Regions from separate parts of the Mus musculus genome. Here regions 1, 2, 4, 5 and 6 are each linked to region 3. The links are chromatin contacts, called in public HiChIP or PLAC-seq and promoter capture Hi-C maps. All regions are on one chromosome and are shown on one strand. Each heading gives the region's core, a stretch centred on a gene start, on an enhancer-like site or on the middle of the called end of the contact. The rest is flanking DNA. Distances are from core to core; before and after follow the strand shown.

Region 1 (2,700 bases), core at 50-2,549, 2.5 Mb before region 3:
TGTGGCTAATACTTAACAATGACTAAAAAGAGGAAGGAAAAGGAGGCTGTCAACACTAAGTCATAATTGTGTTAAGAAGCAGGAAGATGAAGGTCACTTTAACATATTAAGATCATATATTCAATAAGAAACTCAAGAAGGGTGAAGGCTTTAGACACCTTGGACACTCCCACTACAATTACAAAGCAAAAAGCTCCTGATTTTCATAACCAAAGCAACGCTATTTATTGAGATGGACAATGATTAAAGCATTCATCCAACTGTCTTCGTTAATATAAAATTCAACACTAAAATTGTAACACGATCTCAAATTTTTCTGACAAAAACTTAGAAGCTGGAATGCTGATCTGATTGAAATTTACATATATAACACATCGCCTGATCTCAATTTATTTCAGTAAGACAAGACCAAACCTTGACTCGGCTTAATATCTGTGTATCAATAACACCTATGTCTTGGACCAGCCCTGATCGACAACAGGCCACCGAGTGACCCACAGCCTTTCCCCGGCCGATTGGCCGTAATAAAACATCACACAGCTATGATGCCTGTGATGTCCCAGAAACTATAGTTACTGCCATTTCTAGAATCTGGTCTTTTAAAGCAAGCACTTAACAAACATTCGTTGACTTAAAAAATAAGAGACATCTAGTGGGTCAAGTTCCGGGGTCGAACGGCTACGGCTGTCCCTTGTTTTCGCCCGAGATGCCCGCACCCACCTCCCAGGGAGGTTGCCCATGCCCACCTCCGCGGGGTATCGCAGCCGAGATGGCGGCGCAACTGAATCCGGCATTCAGTCCATCTTTCTTATCTTCCATCCATCCCTCCCCACACCCATTCCCAACCACCTTTCGCACAGCGAGATTCAGTTGGAGACTCAGGGCGATGATGGCTTAAGAGACTGCCAGGCGCTCCACAGCTCCGCACGACAGGGGATTCGGGACAACGTCCCAGCAAGAGACAAACAACTCCAAAGAGGCGGGTCGAGGACCGGGCTAGGGGGCAACCTATGAAAGCCAGCAGAGCCAGAGGCGAGGAGGGGCGCGGCCCTCAAGCGCTTGCTTAGTTTAGTCTCTTCAAAGACTCGGCTGAGCGGTCACCTCTGGCGGCTGACAGGCAGACTTAAGGGACAGCACCAATTGCAAAATCACTGGGGTGTAATGGACGGCAGCCGCACTCACCCCCACAGAGGGAACAAAGCAGGAGCAGTAGCGGCTCTGCGCCCCAGAACCTCCTACAAGGTTCGGCCGCTCCACAAAATGGCGTCTCCACCGACCGTCTTCTCCTACCCACAGTCCCTCGCGCGTCGACCTTCCCCCACCTCCCATCCTACCCGCCTCTCCAGAGGCGTCCAATCAGCGAGGGTGCCGGTCTGCGCGAGGGCTGCCGGGAAGTGTGGTCGCCCAGGCAGCCTGTCACTATACCCTGCGTTAATTTTTTTGCGTATTTCATCTGCTCCATGACAAAGCTGCCATTCAGCTTCTGAGAACCCGGATGTGAACTTTACCAGCGCTTGACACACTGTAAAACGTATAATCCAGTTCGTAGAGAAGGCATACTACGGATTACTTCCCTAGTCGTTTTACAAACATACAGAGCTAATAATTCGGTAAACTGGAAACTGAACTAGCTTGTTTTCAGAAGCCATGCCAGCACTAGAATATGAACTCCAGAACAATAGGGATATTTTGTTGTAAGACCCTGCCACAAGCAAACAAAACAACAATAAAACCAAGCCTGTGAGATAGCCTCATCAGGTAAGGCTTACTGCCAAGCCTAAAACCCTGAGTTCCATCCCTGCAATTCACAGGATGGAAAGAGAACCACGCATGAGAGTAGTCTTCTGATGTGGCAAACATGGATGTGTGTTCAAATACACCAACAATAAGTAAATGCAAAGCAGCCCAAATTCAAACCAAATCATCACCCAACTACACATTAAAAAAAAAAATCCAACAAAACAGACAAAACCCTAGAGGTTCCCCCCCCCCCTCTCTCTGCTTTTTGTGGAGATATTGTCATCCAGTTGCCATAACTTGTCCTCTGCATATGTAGTTATTAGGGAGCAGATTTCCCTCATTTTTTTTTTTAATTTTTCTTCCCTTCCCTCCCTTTTGTTTTCTTTAGAAAGGGTCTCTATAGTTCTGGTTAGCCTGGAATTCACAATGTAGACTGACCAAGATCCATCTCCTTAGTGTGGGACTGTTTCTGACCCTCCAGTTTTCACCTCCTTCTGGGATTACAAGTCTGATAAGAATAACGGTGTGCAGGAATTAGGGTGACTGAAACTGGCTAGAAATGCCTGATAACACAGCTGAAGGAACACATACTCAACATCTTTCTTTTGTATCTATGTATTCTCAGTATACAATTATGTAAATGTTAAGATATGCCCAATTATGGTTGAGTATATATAACACACTTAACCGCAGAAAATATACATTTGTCTGCAGATCATAGAAACCACTTATAGCAGGGTGTGGTGATCCATGCCTATAATCCCAGAGGTAATTGGATCTCTGAGTTCAAGGCCAGCCTGGTCTAAAAAGGTGAGTTCCAGGAAAGCCAGGGTGATATAAAGAACTCACTCACTGGTTGCTGGGATTAAAGGTGAGCCACCATGCTGCCAATTCAATTTTAAACTCAAAAGCTACTCCCCTATCCCTAGACAGATTCCATCCAGGGATGAATGGCATCCT
Region 2 (2,700 bases), core at 32-2,531, 2.8 Mb before region 3:
TCTCTTGCAGCTTCAGGCCTTCCTCACTGACACACTACTCGACCAGTTGCCCAATCTTGCCGATCTGAAGGGTTTCCTGGCCCACCTGTCCCTGGCTGAAACCCAGCCCCCTAAGAAGGACCTAGTGTTAGAACAGGTAAGGCCCTAGAACATGCTTGGGAGTGCTTGGGACGGTGGTCCACTTTTCCGGCTCCTTCCTCCCTGTCTCCATTACACTTTTTTAGATCCCAGAAATCTGGGATCGCCTGGAGAGAGAGAACAAAGGGAAATGGCAGGCTATCGCCAAGCACCAGCTTCAGCACGTATTCAGCCTCTCGGAGAAGGATCTTCGTCAACAAGCACAGAGGTAAAGTCCACTGAGTGGCTGAAGTCACGTGCATAGGACCAAGGAGGGAAGGTCACCTAGTGCTTCTGTGCACCTACCTGCCCGGTCCGTCCATTCAGCTCTTCTCGACTCCTCCCCCAGGTGGGCTGAAACCTACAGGCTGGATGTCCTAGAGGCAGTAGCTCCGGAGAGGCCCCGCTGCGGCTACTGCAACGCAGAGGCCTCCAAGCGCTGCTCCAGATGCCAGAATGTGTGGTATTGCTGCAGGTGAGGCGATCCTGGGACCTTAGTTGCCCCCCTAAGCTCCAACCCTGGGTTCTCCTACAAGCCCTGTCATTGTCATGCAACCCACCCCGCTGCAGGGAGTGTCAAGTCAAGCACTGGGAGAAGCACGGAAAGACATGTGTTCTAGCAGCCCAAGGTGACAGAGCCAAGTGAAGGCCGTAGCTGCCGAGGGCCGACAGAAGAGCGCACCCAGACTGTGACTGAGCTTCAGGGACTCGTGGCTCGCCCCTGTCAGACCTCAATTTCCCTGGTGAGCACAGCTGAGTCAAGTAGAGCTGCAAACCACCACACTCTTCACTTCCTGCCCCACCCAGCGAATACGCAGAGGACCAGGCCACAGCATCAGCAAACTGGCAGACAGGGTTGGGGGGTGTAAGCAAGGGCCGGATGTGGAGACCCTCTTCCTTTCGCACAATAAAGCAGACTCATGAAACGCAACAGTGTGGCGCTGTACAGTCATCCTTGGGGTCGGGGGAGAAGACTGGACGGAAAGATTGGGAAGGGGCTCTTTGAAAGGGCCCACCCCTGTGCCGTGCCCCGCCCACAAGTCCACACGGTCGGCTCGCCTAGGGTTCCAGCGCGTCCTCCTCGGCTCTTTCCCGCCGCCCTGCCTGGATCCTGGGGGCGGTGCCGAAGTCGCGGCCCGCCCTGCGGCCTCGCCCGCTCGGTACTCACTAGCTGCTAGTCCGCTACAGCACCGGCCTGACCGGGCCATGTCGGCGGAGCCAGAACTCATTGAACTACGCGAGCTGGCACCGTCCGGGCGCATCGGTCCAGGCCGTACCCGGCTGGAGCGTGCCAACGCTCTGCGCATCGCCCCGGGTACAACACGCAATCCGTCACAGCAGCACGTCCCGGGTCGTGGCCACCGTTTCCAGCCTGCAGGGCCCACCACGCACACGTGGTGCGACCTCTGTGGAGACTTCATCTGGGGCGTCGTGCGCAAGGGCCTACAGTGCGCGCGTGAGTAAGCGGCCCCACACAGCCAGCGACTACGGAAAGGGAGGCAGCACCATAGTTGCGGGTCAAGCGGCAGTGGAGGGCTGGTCAGTTGTGATGATCCTGCAGACCAGATCTCCTGGCCTTGCTCCATCAGGGAGAGTGCTTGAGAAAATGGTTTATCACTTGTCACGCTCTGTCCGTGCACAGTTGGGCAGAGTTAGTTGTCTGTGAATAAGAAGGTGCTTCAAGTTTGTCTTTAAAGTGCTTGTGCCCTTTCTTGAAAAGCCTTTGTGCCTGCTGAGCTCTGAGCCTACATTCCGAGGCCCGCCTCTTCCCAACGATTGGCTCACTGTGTTCCCCCTCTAGATTCCTGGGTGACGTCTCCCACATTAATAGGGGGCCAGAAAAAGTTAGAACCTTAGTTAGGCTCCTTGTTAGTAGGAATTCTATTGAAACTTCAGTCAAGGTTGTTTTGAGTCAAGGATGCAGAGGCTAAAACATGGAGTCCAGCCACACACACAATGAGTGGTCCTTCTGACCTAGGAATTACCAGCAAACAGAACCACGCAGGACAATATATACCTTCCAGTCTCCTCGCGCCTACTTCTCCTCTCAGACTTGTTGACTCCGTTGTTGAAAGTGGACCTTAGGCATCCTGGTTTTTCTGTTTTGGTTTGGTTTTTTGGTTGTTTTGTTGTGTTTTAAGACAGGGTTTCACTCTGCAGCCCTGGCTTGCCTAGAACTCTCTATGCAGACCAGGCTGTGACAAGCAACCCACCTGCCCCTGCCTCCCAAGTTCTGATGTATAGTTTTGAGTTGAGAATCGGTGCTTTGGGCCATATAGGAACTTAAAAATGGCACTGTAGGCCTGTGTGTGCCTCCAGATCATCTCATTCACTATACAAGTATGTCACAAACTCAGCTAGTGTAGCAGTTTGTGACAGAATGCCACATGAGAGCAAGAGCTGCGGCATCTCAGCATTCACAAGGAGAAAGAAAGCTGCTCTGGGGTTCTTGTCTAGGAAGCAAGACAGTTTGGGAGATAAGGAAGAAACCAAAGGCAAATGGAGGGTTTGCTTCAGATTGGGCTTACAGTGATAACTTGTTGAGATAGGAACCCTGGGGTGGAGTGAAGTGGGGAAAAAAAT
Region 3 (2,700 bases), core at 41-2,540:
TTGCTGGGATTTGAACTCTGGACCTTCAGAAGAGCAGTCGGGTGCTCTTACCCACTGAGCCATCTCACCAGCCCTGCTTCTGTTTCTTAAGTGCTGAAATTAAAGGTATGTGCCACCACCACTAGCTTATATTTCTTTCTTCCTCTTCTTCCTCCTCCTCCTCTTTTTTGTTTGTTTGCTTGCTTGTTTTTTCGAGATGGGGTTTCTGTGTTCGCCTGGCTAGCCTGGATTCACTTTGTAGACCAGGATGGCCTCATACTGCCAGAGATCTGCCTGCCTCTGCCTCCTGAACACTAGGATTAAAGGTGTGCCCCATAACGCCCAGTTCCATTATTTTTATTTTTTAGAGGTAGTTTCACAAAGCTCAGACTTGCTGGCAACCCTCCTGCCTAAGCCTCCTGACAGCTGAGATCACAGATGTTGGCAGCATGCTTTTTATGTTGTTTTTGATGCTAGGAAAGAACTCTTCAACTGACCTGTATCCCTCTGACTTTTCTTTTTTGTTCTTTTATTGTTTTAGCAGAAGGCCGAGGAGGGCCTTGCTTATTTAAAATAAAACTATGCATACGTTTTGATGGTATGTATAGGTGCACCACTTCTATGCTTGGTACCCTTGGAGGCCAGAAGAGGCTATCAGATTCCCTGGGACTGTAGTTACAGAGGGTTATAAGTTGCCAAGTGGATAATGAGAATCAAATTAGGGTCCTCTAAAATCTTCTGAGTCCCCTTAAATTTTTTTGTGTATATTGTGTGTGCATGTGCTGCAGAGCCCAGAAGAGGGCGTCGGGTCCCCTGGAGCTGGAGTTACAAGTAGAGCAACCCAATGTGGGTGGTCTTCAGAGGGAGGAAGAAGAGCGTTTATTCCCTGAGCCATCTCTTTGGCCTCCTGGCTTCTGCTTTATACAAAAAGCTCTTCAGGATGTAATTCTGTGCTAGTAAGGTTTGTTCTCTCTTTTTGCGAAGATCCTGCAAACATTTCTCTATGTGTTCCATGTATCTAGCCCAAGTTTGTGAGCAATACACTAGGAAGACGTGGAGCAACTAAGACCCGGAGGTGCGGAGGGAGGGGGAGCAACGGAAAGAGAAAGCTCGCCTGCTCGTGCTAAATCGTGAGGGAGCACCAGCACTGTGTGGACCCGCACCTACTGAGAGCAGCACAATGGTCCATTGCCCGAATGAGAGATCGCTCTAAGGCTCAGCTTTACGAGCATACGTGCTCACGCGCTTGCGCAGCAGCAGCAGCAGCATCACAACCCCAAGCCTGATTGGCTGACTCGAGTCCGGCAGCGAGATCACGCATGCGCGCTTTCTCGCGCTCGCGAGCACGGTCTTGTGGGTGCTGTTCTTGGACCTTCATTCTTTCTGTAGAACCATAATTTTTATCCCAGTTCACGATGTTTCCGGAACTCAACAACCTTCTCAGCACCACCCCAGACAAGACCGAGCAGGTAAGATGTCGTGCGGACCGGAAGAGGGCAGGTCCCGGGAGCGTGCAGGATTGCATCCGGGACGCTGCGCGGTGGAGTAGGCGCGTCTGCCGTAAACCGAGGGCATCTGGGAGTTGTAGTCTGGAGAGGGCTCGCCGAGGCTGCAGTCGCATTCCTGGGCCTTTGGAAGATGGGTTTCTGGACTATCTTGCGTGTTCGCTTCCAGCCCCAGGACCATGTGCTCCGTGCCACACTGGCGCCCAAAGATGGTTGCAGAGCAGGCCCTAGAGGAGATCCTTTTATCTGTCCTGAATCTCCTTCCACCATGGAACATTTTACAGGTTGCACGGAACACTGCTTGCACTCTTCCTAGTTCTGATGATATCTGGTTGCAAAAAGGCCTCAGCATATTCCATCCCCTCTGTTTTTCCCAACCTCCTCACTCTCCATGGAACCTCGAAATGTCTTTCACATTTTCACTTAGGGGTTACCTCTCCCAGGAGTATATCTGTTTTATTCTGTAATTTGCAGCAAACACACCACATATGGAAAGCTTTAAATAGATCTTGTGGATTTTGGTTGTTTGGTTGCTTATTTGTTTTTTTTGTTTTTTGAGACAGGGTTTCTCTGTGTAGCTCTGGCTGTCCTGGAACTCACTCTGTAGACCAGGCTAGGCCTTGAACTCAAGAAATCTGCCTGTCTCTGCCTCCCAAGTGCTGGGATCAAAGGCGTGTGCCACCACTGCCCTGCGATCCTTCTGGGTTTTATTTGCCTAACAGTTCTTGACTGTTCAGACCTCCAGTTCTGACTACTTTTCTAGTTGCTAGGGCATTTCCCAGGTCCAGAGTGACAGCAGGAAGTGACCACTTTGGGTGGGAAATGTGTTTCAAGGCCAGGCAGTGTGATTTGGCATTTTATATTGGGGGGAGGGAGGAGAGGGACACAGCTGAAACCCAGAGGCATTGGACAGGTTTTCCCTAGGTTGGTACAGCATTGAGGTGGTGTGTGACAGCCCTTGGTCCCAATGTTGTCTGTTACTTACAGAACTACAGCAGGTAGTTAGGCAATGCAGAGACCATCTTCATAGGGCTTTCCAGCGATTGCTGTGATAAGAGTCCCGTCTGAACCACAGTCACTGGGAGATCTTTGTCATCAGAGGCCTTGTCAAGAATTGGGCCAGGGGATAGAACAGTGGATATAGGGCTTGGCACCAAGTATAGAAGTGGAATTTGGGTTCCAAGAACCCACGTCAAAGCCAGGTAGGCAAGAGGAC
Region 4 (2,700 bases), core at 131-2,630, 2.4 Mb before region 3:
ACACTATAGATAATCCTATAGATTTTATAAGCAGATAAGCATTTATATAAGTGTACTACTAGTTAAGGAGCTAAATAAAATTCAGACTCAAAGTTTTTAGGGTCTCAATGCAGCTTAGGGCGCTTCAAACCTGACATCCTCCTGCCTCATCCTCCTAAACTTCAGGATTAAACTCCACTAAGCCTGGCAGTAGATTCAACCACTATGTTTCCTCAAGTTAGTATTTTAGTGCTAAGTTACTTTCCACATTGTCATTAGCTGTTGACACTTTCCCCTTTGATTCTCACAAGCTTAGTAATGTTAACTGTGACATATTTAGTCAACAGGAAGTTGAAAACTAACAATCCTAAGGCACAATCCAGAGTTCAGAAAATGACCTGGGTGATCAAGCGGATAAAAAAGAAAAAAAAAAAAACCTACTCCTTAACTTATATCCAATTAGTCTGAAATTAATAAGAATGCCTAGGGTGGGGGTGAGGGGGAGGAGAAAATATACAAACTACCTCAAGTATATGTGCTCTACAAATAAGGCCTTTTGTTTTTAATTAAGAAACGCAACCCCACACTTGAATTCATTAGCTCAACGTCAATTATAAAGTTAAAAGAAAAGCACATTATTAACAACGCCAAAAGGAATCTAAAGCACGAATATGTGGGAACATCACTCTCCTCCTACATTCGCCCAACCGGTACAGAACCCACCAGTCACCCTCGCCCACCTCCCGGTTCTACGGGCCCGTGGGCCAGGTTCTGAACTCTCGCACCTTCCTGGTTGGGTGTCTGGGTGGGCGGCCAAGGTTACTTGCAGGGCACAAGAGTTCCGTATCTAGTGATGTCTCTCAGGACAAGATCACAAACACAAGGGGAAAGAGAAAGAAATCTCTCCTGCAGCACCACAGAGCTGAGCGCCAGAACCGCTGCCACGCGCGGGTCCCTCGCCCCACAGCTGGCCGCTCCGCGCTGGGACCGGTAATTCTACAGCCGCCTCGGGCCCCGCCCCGGGCCCGCGACCGTTCCGGGGCGTTCCTGCCGCGAGCGGCGCCTCCCGCGACACACGACTGTTTTCGCAAGCGAGCGAGGCCGCGGCCGCCCCGTGTCTTCGAAGCCACGGCTGCTAGGCCGCGCGGGCCCGCGATTTCCAGAGCCGCCAGGCCCGCTGACCCCGTCCCAGAAGCTCGGGCACGCCCTCTCTCCTAGCCTGGGCCCTTACCAAAGCAGCGTAGCCGCCGCGGCCCGCTTCTCCTCCTCCTCAGAGGCCGCCACGGACCCAGCGTCCCGGAGACCGGAACTTCCTCCCGGTGGGCTCCGGCTTCCACAAAGGCGTCGCGCCACCGCCTTCAGCGCTGGGCCCGCCGGGAGATGAAGTACGGCCGCAAATCCCGCGGCCTCCTCTCCCGCCGTGCCCTGCGCGCAGCGGCTTTGACGGCTGGTGGAGCTGCTGCCCAATGGAAAGGCACGCTGTTAGCCACTGCCCAATTAGAAGGCACGCTTCTCCGCAGGGCCTGCCGGGAGTTATGGTTTGGCTTCAGTGCTGTCACTGCTTCTCTGGTGTTTTCCTCGCAAGTGTGCAAGGGGTCCGGGTGGCTTAGACAGCCTAGTGACACACCCTGCCAGGTGCTGGGGGACGGTCCTGCCTTGCCCCTTGGGAAAGAGAGAGATTGTCAGTTCGGGTGCAGAAAATGGGAGGAGATCTTTCCGGTCTTATTCCGTTACGGCAAAGGGCTGCTGGCTTTTCGGCTACATAAATAAGACCCCTTCTACCTAAGTCCAGAGAATAAATGCAAAAGTACTGCTTGAGTTGAAGTATTAGGACCCAAAGACTCGTCCTTTTTTACCTTCCGACAGACTTCTGGTCAAACACTCCAGGCGGAAATCATCCGTGTAAAAAGGTTCAGTAGCTCAACCCATTAAAAAAAAATAATAAAACTTGTTTCTACAGGTCCCGCTAGCTCTAGGCAATAAATGTAGACACGCGTGACTCGCCACAAAAACTGCACATCGTAATTCTAACGGAAAGAAAGCAAAGTAACTGTTGATACGCAACCTCTTCCAGAATCTTCCAGCTAATGATCTACCTGACTCCCAAGTTCTCAGGTAGATTGTCTATATTGTGAGGGGTTTGCTTATCCCAGCCACCTGGTGCCTTGTGTGTATGCCCTGGCGATATATGATATTGTAGCCTAATTCGATTCTTCAAGGTCAAAGAAAGACACTTGGAGAAACAGTTCATCAGTTAAAAACACTGGTTGCTCTCCAGAGGTTCAATTCCCAAAAACTACGTGGCGGTTCACAATCCTCTGTTCCTTCAGTTCAAAGAGATCCAATGCTCTTTTCTAGCCTCTGAGGGGACTGTACATATGTGACAAATAAAATATCAATAAATGCTGCTGCCATAAATGCCCACTGGAAAAAGCTGGGCATGGAGACAGGAAGTGATGGTGCAATACTTTAATCCCTCCACTCCAGAGGCAGAAACAGATGTACCTTTGAGTTCAAGGCAAGCCTGTTCTACAGAGTGAGTTCTAGTACAGTCTGGGCTACAAAAAGGAACCCCTGTGTGATGGTTTGCATATGCTCAGCTCAGGGAGTGGCACTATTAGAAGTTGTGACCCTGTTGGAGTAGGTGTGTCACTGTGGGTGTAGGCAATAAGATTCTTATCCTAGCTGCCTGGAAGTCAGTATTCTGCTAGCAGCTTTCAG
Region 5 (2,770 bases), core at 184-2,683, 2.0 Mb before region 3:
TCTGTAGACCAGGCTGACCTCAAAACTCAGAGAGATCTACCTACCTCGGCCTCCTGAGTGCTGGGATTAAAGTGTGTACCACCACTGCTAGGTTTAATTTTAAGCTATGTGTACGCAATGCACAAGGGGCTGTGTAGGGGTATGTACACATAAGTTCAAATTTCCCTAGAGGCCAGAAGAGAGCATTTAAGTTACAGGCATTCATTGGAGCCTGATGGGAGTTTTGGGAACTAAACTTCATTCTCTGGAAAAGTAGCAGGGGCTTTTAACTGCTAAGCCATCTCTCCTGCTGCATGGACTGAAATTCCTGACCATACACCTCAGATTCTTTAATGTTCCCAAATGCCTCAATATAAAATGTAAAAGGAAAACTTGGTAGGTTGGCATGATAACACATACCTTTAATCCCAGAATTATGGAGGCAGATGGATCTCTCTGAATTTGAGGTTTGCTTCATCTACATCTGTAGTGAGATCTTGTCTCAAAAAATAAACAAATCCCAAACCAAGTATTTGCCTCTTCTCCGGTCAATCAATTTATTGACTGTTTTGCTTTTTTTTTTTTTTTTTTTTTTTTTTTTTTTTAGCTAGGGCCTCACATAGCCCAAGCTAACCTGAAACCTACTACATTCATGAGATTAGCCTTGAACCTCTGATCTTACCGATTCTGCTTCTACCTTCCAAGTGCTGGGTTAACTAAAGTGTCACCAATGCCTGGCATTTTATTTCTTAACTAAATTTTACAATTTTGGTGGGATTACAGGAGTGAATCAATACCTTGTGACCCCACTTTGTTTGTTTGTTTGTTTGTTTTTGAGACAGGACTGGCTTGGAACTCTCTTTGTAAATCAGATTGGTTTTAAACTCTCAGTGATTCACCTGCTTCTGACTCTGCCTCCTCAATGTTGGGATTAAAGGCTTGCACCAATATACCTGATCTGGTTTGTAGTTTTAAAAATACCATAGTTCCGAGGTCAGGAAAAGGTGCCATATCCCTTAAGTTGCCATATACCTCGGGTTGTACCCAGATGGATCTTGTGGATGCTATGGAGAAATAATTCCTTTGTGTAACATCCTTGGCTGTCCTGGAACTCTCTGTAGACCAGACTGGCTTCGAACTCGGAGACCTGCCTGCCTTTGCCTCCCAAGTGCCGGGATTGAAAGCGAGTGACACTAAACGCCTGATTGTTTTATACATCTTAACCTAATAAAGTAGCAGAATTTAAGTGAGGGATAAGACAGCCCAAAGCATTCTGGATCCTTTGGATAAAGAACGGCTCGACGGTTGCCCGGAGCAGCCCGGGAGGGACTTACAGACGCGAGGATGATTGGTTGAAGAAGAACTTCCGTTGACATTTCCGACTCTTGACCCGCCCTGATCATCGGTGATTGGCTGAACTGTTACAAACGTTATGTGGCCTGGGAGTTGTAGTTCTTTTGGTTGATAAGGGACGCCAATAAGAGCTAGTGGTTGGATGGAGACTGTGAGCGGTGATTTTGCTTGGTTGTAATCTCCCAAATCATGTCCCGTGTGTTGGTGCCCTGTCATGTGAAAAGCACTGTAGCCCTGCAAGTGGGCGACATGAGGACCTCTCAAGGTCGGCCTGGCGTGCTGGTCGTCGATGTCACTTTTCCCAACATCGCGCCTTTCGAGGTGAGCAACCCCCCATATAAGCGATCAAGGCTTCTGGGCGGGGAATACCTAGTAACTTGGGCGTTTCCTAGGCATTTACACAGCTTCTACAGTGTCTCTTGCTTTTGCGAATTGGGCCTATTCAGAAGCATTTACAGTCTTTATTAATAAGCTTTATTAAATAGACTAGAGTTTCCCGTCCTATCCTCTTCAGCATCTCTTCCCAGTGCCCAGGATATCACTGGAACTACAATTTGAATCTCAGTACAAGTGAGAGGATATTTGATTTCGGCCGTAGCTGCAATCGTCAAACAATGATGCAAACGTACCATTCCAGTGGCCCCTGCCACAGGTCAGGTGCAACCTAGCCTTCATCTAGGTCCTCCTGGTGACTTGTTTCCAATCCCTAGTTGTTCTTCCATTTCAACTGACAGTGACAGGGCGTTGCATGACCTCAACACAGGACAAAGGCTACCTCTAATGGCATAGCATCCTTCCCTTACCCACCCTCTTGGCTCTATGTGCTTTGTATTACAATATGTCATTCTCTCGCAAGATGTTGCTTCCCAACAATCTGGGGAAACCTAGTTAATTGATCCGACCCTGGAAAATCTGAGTCAGTGTGTTTGAGGTGGATCTTTGACATCTATATTTTTATTTACTTATTTAATATTTTTATTTTAAAAAAGCTTTATTTTAAATCTATGAGTGTTGTTTTTGCATGTCTGCATATATACCTTGTGCATGGCTGGTACTAGTAGAGGCCAGAAAAAGGTTCTGAATCCTCTGGAACTGGAGTTATGAACAGCTGTGAGGTGCCGTGTAGGTGCTGGGAACCAAACCTGGTCCTCTGCAAGAGCACCAAGTACTCTTCATTGCTGAGCCATCTCTCTAGTCCTGATATCTGTGCTTTTGTGTGTTTTGTTTTGTTTTGTTTAAGTTCCATAGGTGATGCTGGTGTGCATCGAGATGGAAACTACTGCTATGGCAGTTGGTACTCTAGGCTCCCCAAACCCCTCCAGTGCAGGATCCTACTATTCTTCTTTTTTGCTGTTGCTTTTTGTTTTTCGAGACAGGGTTTCTCTGTGTAGCCCTGGCTGTCCTGGAACTCACTCTGTAGACCAGGCTGGCCTCAAAC
Region 6 (2,700 bases), core at 159-2,658, 2.4 Mb before region 3:
CTTGCTCGGCACTCCATGGTGGTCCTGCCCTTCTCCCTGCATGCCTGTGGGTCTGCTCTGGTATGTGAAGGTTGGTGGGCTAACTGTGTGCCTACTGAACCTGGCAAATAAACGTCACCCTGCAAAGCCTCTGGCCACCCTCTTGCCTTTGCTTCCTCTGTCCTCTTGGGGAGGAGCCTATGGAAGGCAGTGCGGGAGGGACGAGGCTGTGGGACGATCAGTTTTTGGGTAGCGGTTGATGCTTAGTGTGTTGCTTGGAGTGAGAGTGGAGGTCACCTTCTCCAGTGTCTACCTGGATGATGTTGATGGGACTCCTCTGGACGCTAAAAATCCCACGAGAGTGGTGTGTTTCAGCTAAAAACTATCCCGAGCTGAGCGCCGAAGGGCTGACGCTTTTCCGATTCTTGTTGACAAAGAGCCTTTGTCTTAACTTGGACTTAGAGGTGGAATCTACTCAGGGCCAACCACTATAGGAAGTGACCTTGCGCGTGGGCACAGTGGGGAGAGGGTGGGATTGCACAACAGTTCTGTGCTTCTTGATGCCTACTTCCTGTGAATACCTGTGCTTTCCACTTAGACCAAAAAGATTTCATTCTGTCTTCCCCGGCTGGAGCAGACCTACTTTATAAAGTTATGTATGCTTCTTCTGAGGGAGTAATACTGCTAACGATACCGTAAAAATCGCTAAGGAGCCTCGCTTCAACTCAAGATGGCCTTTCTCAGGGAGGACCTTAAATTATCTGATGTGGGAATAATAAAGAGGGTTTGTTATTTCCTGGTCTTTGAAGCATCTGTACCTCCAAAATCACCATCCTACAGTCTCAGGTATGAGGCATTCTGGGAGGAAAGGGCTAAATTACTAGCTCCAGTGTCTACCTAATCTCAAAGGTTATTAGGTCATATTTGAATAAAGCCAGGACTAGTGTAGTGGTTCGAAGGGCTAGGACTTAATGTGTCCACCTTTCCAAGATGATCCATAGTAGAAGGTTTAGAAAGTGGGGAGCCCTCTTTCTGTTTGGGAACTGTGGGCTGCCAGCGTATGGCCTATTACTTTCCATAGCCATGGTACCATCATCCCCTTTTCTTGGCATTCCAGTCTATTTGACTGCCCTGAAGTGCAGCAAGAAGGGGTCTGGTTCACTTCGCACCGGCTCTAGCTTGAGACAATACCCGGCTTAGCAGGGATAGGGGTCAGACTGTAGTTTCACTGTTTTACGCCACAGGGGATCGCAGGGTTTTGCGGTAGAAACAGGGACCCACTCCCAGGAGACCCGAAGGAGCTAAATCCCAGGATTCCGCACGGCTGGCGGGCTGCTTATCACAGCCCTCCAGCGCCCCGCCCCGAAGTTTGTCCAATCAGAGGGAAGCACTCAGGCGTGGGTTTGTTATTCCTTCCGGTTCACTACCGGAAGTCGTGCGGTGGAGCGAAATTTGAAGGAACCGGAGCGGTGGCCGGTTCGGCCACCAAACTGTGTCTGTCGCTGGCAGCTGGTTCCCTGGGCTGCTTGAGTCGAGCCATCATGCCTATCCGCGCTCTGTGCACTATCTGCTCCGACTTCTTCGATCACTCCCGTGACGTGGCTGCCATCCACTGTGGCCACACTTTTCATCTGCAATGGTGAGTGACGGCGGTGTAGGGCCCCGTGCGTGTCCTAGAACCACTTAGACGCTATGGGGGTGTCGGGCCTAGAGACAATCCCTCCTCCGAACTAAGACAAGTGACGACGACATTAGAGGAGCCTCACGGAAGCTTTCCAACCTGGGCCGAAGTGGGCCAGGTGGAAGTGATACCGGTAGCCCACGGTGAAAGAGTGCTTCTTTATTGCGCTAAGAAATGACTTCAAAACTATTAGTTTGAGCGAAGATGAGCTTTTACTGCACTAACGAGCTATTGTATTTTATTTGAGAGTCAAGAGACAGACCAACAGCCGGGCGGTGGTGGCGCAAGCCTTTAATCCCAGCACTTGGGAGGCAGAGGCAGGCGGATTTCTGAGTTCGAGGCCAGCCTGGTCTACAGAGTGAATTCCAGGACAGCCAGGGCTATACAGAGAAACCCTGTCTCGCAAAACAAAACAAAAAAAGAAACAGACCAATTTATGCTGATAGGTTTCTGGCAATCTTTAAGGGTCTGTCGTTTGCTGGAATGCTTTGGATTGTTTCTATCCAGAAACACCTCGTTGATCAGACACTCCAGTACACCTGGCTTAACTTGGAATGGCAAGGAAGTGTGTTCCTGTCGTCGAGGGGTCCTGATGTTCAGTTGTCTTGTGGGTGACGAAAGAGTCCCTTTGCAACTGAGCAGGCTGATCCAAAGCTCCCAACCAAAGAGAAAATAAGGTAGAAGAGAGGTCTCCTTTGGGAGACTGGGAGGTTTTTGAGGGGCAATAGGGCCCACAAAGCAGGAAGTGGTGTGAACACTTCTGGGTGTCTCCCATTTGCAAAGCTTTGTTTAAAACCGACCTTAGAGTCTGTTGTGTTGCATATCCCAGTACAGGCTGGGGAGGAGGGACAGTGTGGAGACTGAATGATTGGGAGTTTTAAGGTTAGTCTCAGCTACATAAGTAAGGCAAAAGTCAGCCTGAATTTTCCCAGACCTTGTGTCAAAAAGACAAACAAACAAAACCACATAATACAGTGTTGTGTGGCCTGAGCTCCATTCCTAAGGAGCCATTGTGTAGTTAGGTTAGAAGTAACCCCGCC

What was found. Promoter capture Hi-C pulls out the DNA fragments that hold promoters and counts their contacts. HiChIP or PLAC-seq counts read pairs in DNA pulled down with a chosen protein or histone mark.
Region 1: a contact with region 3 is called in a promoter capture Hi-C map of pre-B cells, with 5 times the contacts expected there. The contact joins the promoter of Rbm5 here to the promoter of Elp6 in region 3. A contact is called at or near these places in 2 of 39 promoter capture datasets (liver and pre-B cells) and 1 of 115 datasets of contacts at active chromatin or transcription factors (astrocytes).
Region 2: a contact with region 3 is called in an H3K27ac HiChIP or PLAC-seq map of thymic regulatory T cells, with 8 times the contacts expected there. The contact joins the promoter of Rassf1 here to the promoter of Elp6 in region 3. A contact is called at or near these places in 1 of 39 promoter capture datasets (pre-B cells) and 1 of 115 datasets of contacts at active chromatin or transcription factors (thymic regulatory T cells).
Region 4: a promoter capture Hi-C map of liver shows a contact between it and region 3, with 6 times the contacts expected there. The contact joins the promoter of Rbm6 here to the promoter of Elp6 in region 3. A contact is called at or near these places in 3 of 39 promoter capture datasets (liver and pre-B cells).
Region 5: a contact with region 3 is called in a promoter capture Hi-C map of pre-B cells, with 3 times the contacts expected there. The contact joins the promoter of Nicn1 here to the promoter of Elp6 in region 3. A contact is called at or near these places in 2 of 39 promoter capture datasets (liver and pre-B cells) and 1 of 484 Hi-C or Micro-C datasets (B cells).
Region 6: a promoter capture Hi-C map of pre-B cells shows a contact between it and region 3, with 3 times the contacts expected there. The contact joins the promoter of Traip here to the promoter of Elp6 in region 3. A contact is called at or near these places in 2 of 39 promoter capture datasets (liver and pre-B cells).

The regions. Positions count from the first base shown.
Region 1 is chr9:107,769,703-107,772,402 of GRCm38.p6, forward strand. It overlaps Rbm5 (RNA binding motif protein 5), which reads right to left and starts at 1,300. Exons shown (of 25, transcript NM_148930.3): 1 at 1,183-1,300.
Region 2 is chr9:107,550,274-107,552,973 of GRCm38.p6, forward strand. It overlaps Rassf1 (Ras association (RalGDS/AF-6) domain family member 1), which reads left to right and starts at 1,282. Exons shown (of 6, transcript NM_001243748.1): 1 at 1,282-1,573. The coding sequence starts at 1,324. Zmynd10 (zinc finger, MYND domain containing 10) reads left to right here. Exons shown (of 12, transcript NM_053253.4): 9 at 11-136; 10 at 225-346; 11 at 467-592; 12 at 688-1,048. The coding sequence ends at 763. It overlaps Gm34106 (predicted gene, 34106), which reads right to left and starts at 564. Exons shown (of 2, transcript NR_168657.1): 1 at 424-564.
Region 3 is chr9:110,303,902-110,306,601 of GRCm38.p6, forward strand. Elp6 (elongator acetyltransferase complex subunit 6) reads left to right here and starts at 1,291. Exons shown (of 7, transcript NM_001081381.1): 1 at 1,291-1,448. The coding sequence starts at 1,395.
Region 4 is chr9:107,871,439-107,874,138 of GRCm38.p6, forward strand. It overlaps Rbm6 (RNA binding motif protein 6), which reads right to left and starts at 1,381. Exons shown (of 21, transcript NM_011251.3): 1 at 1,211-1,381.
Region 5 is chr9:108,289,010-108,291,779 of GRCm38.p6, forward strand. Nicn1 (nicolin 1) reads left to right here and starts at 1,434. Exons shown (of 6, transcript NM_025449.4): 1 at 1,434-1,653. The coding sequence starts at 1,522.
Region 6 is chr9:107,949,555-107,952,254 of GRCm38.p6, forward strand. Traip (TRAF-interacting protein) reads left to right here and starts at 1,409. Exons shown (of 15, transcript NM_011634.3): 1 at 1,409-1,618. The coding sequence starts at 1,521. It overlaps Camkv (CaM kinase-like vesicle-associated), which reads left to right. Exons shown (of 11, transcript NM_145621.2): 11 at 1-137.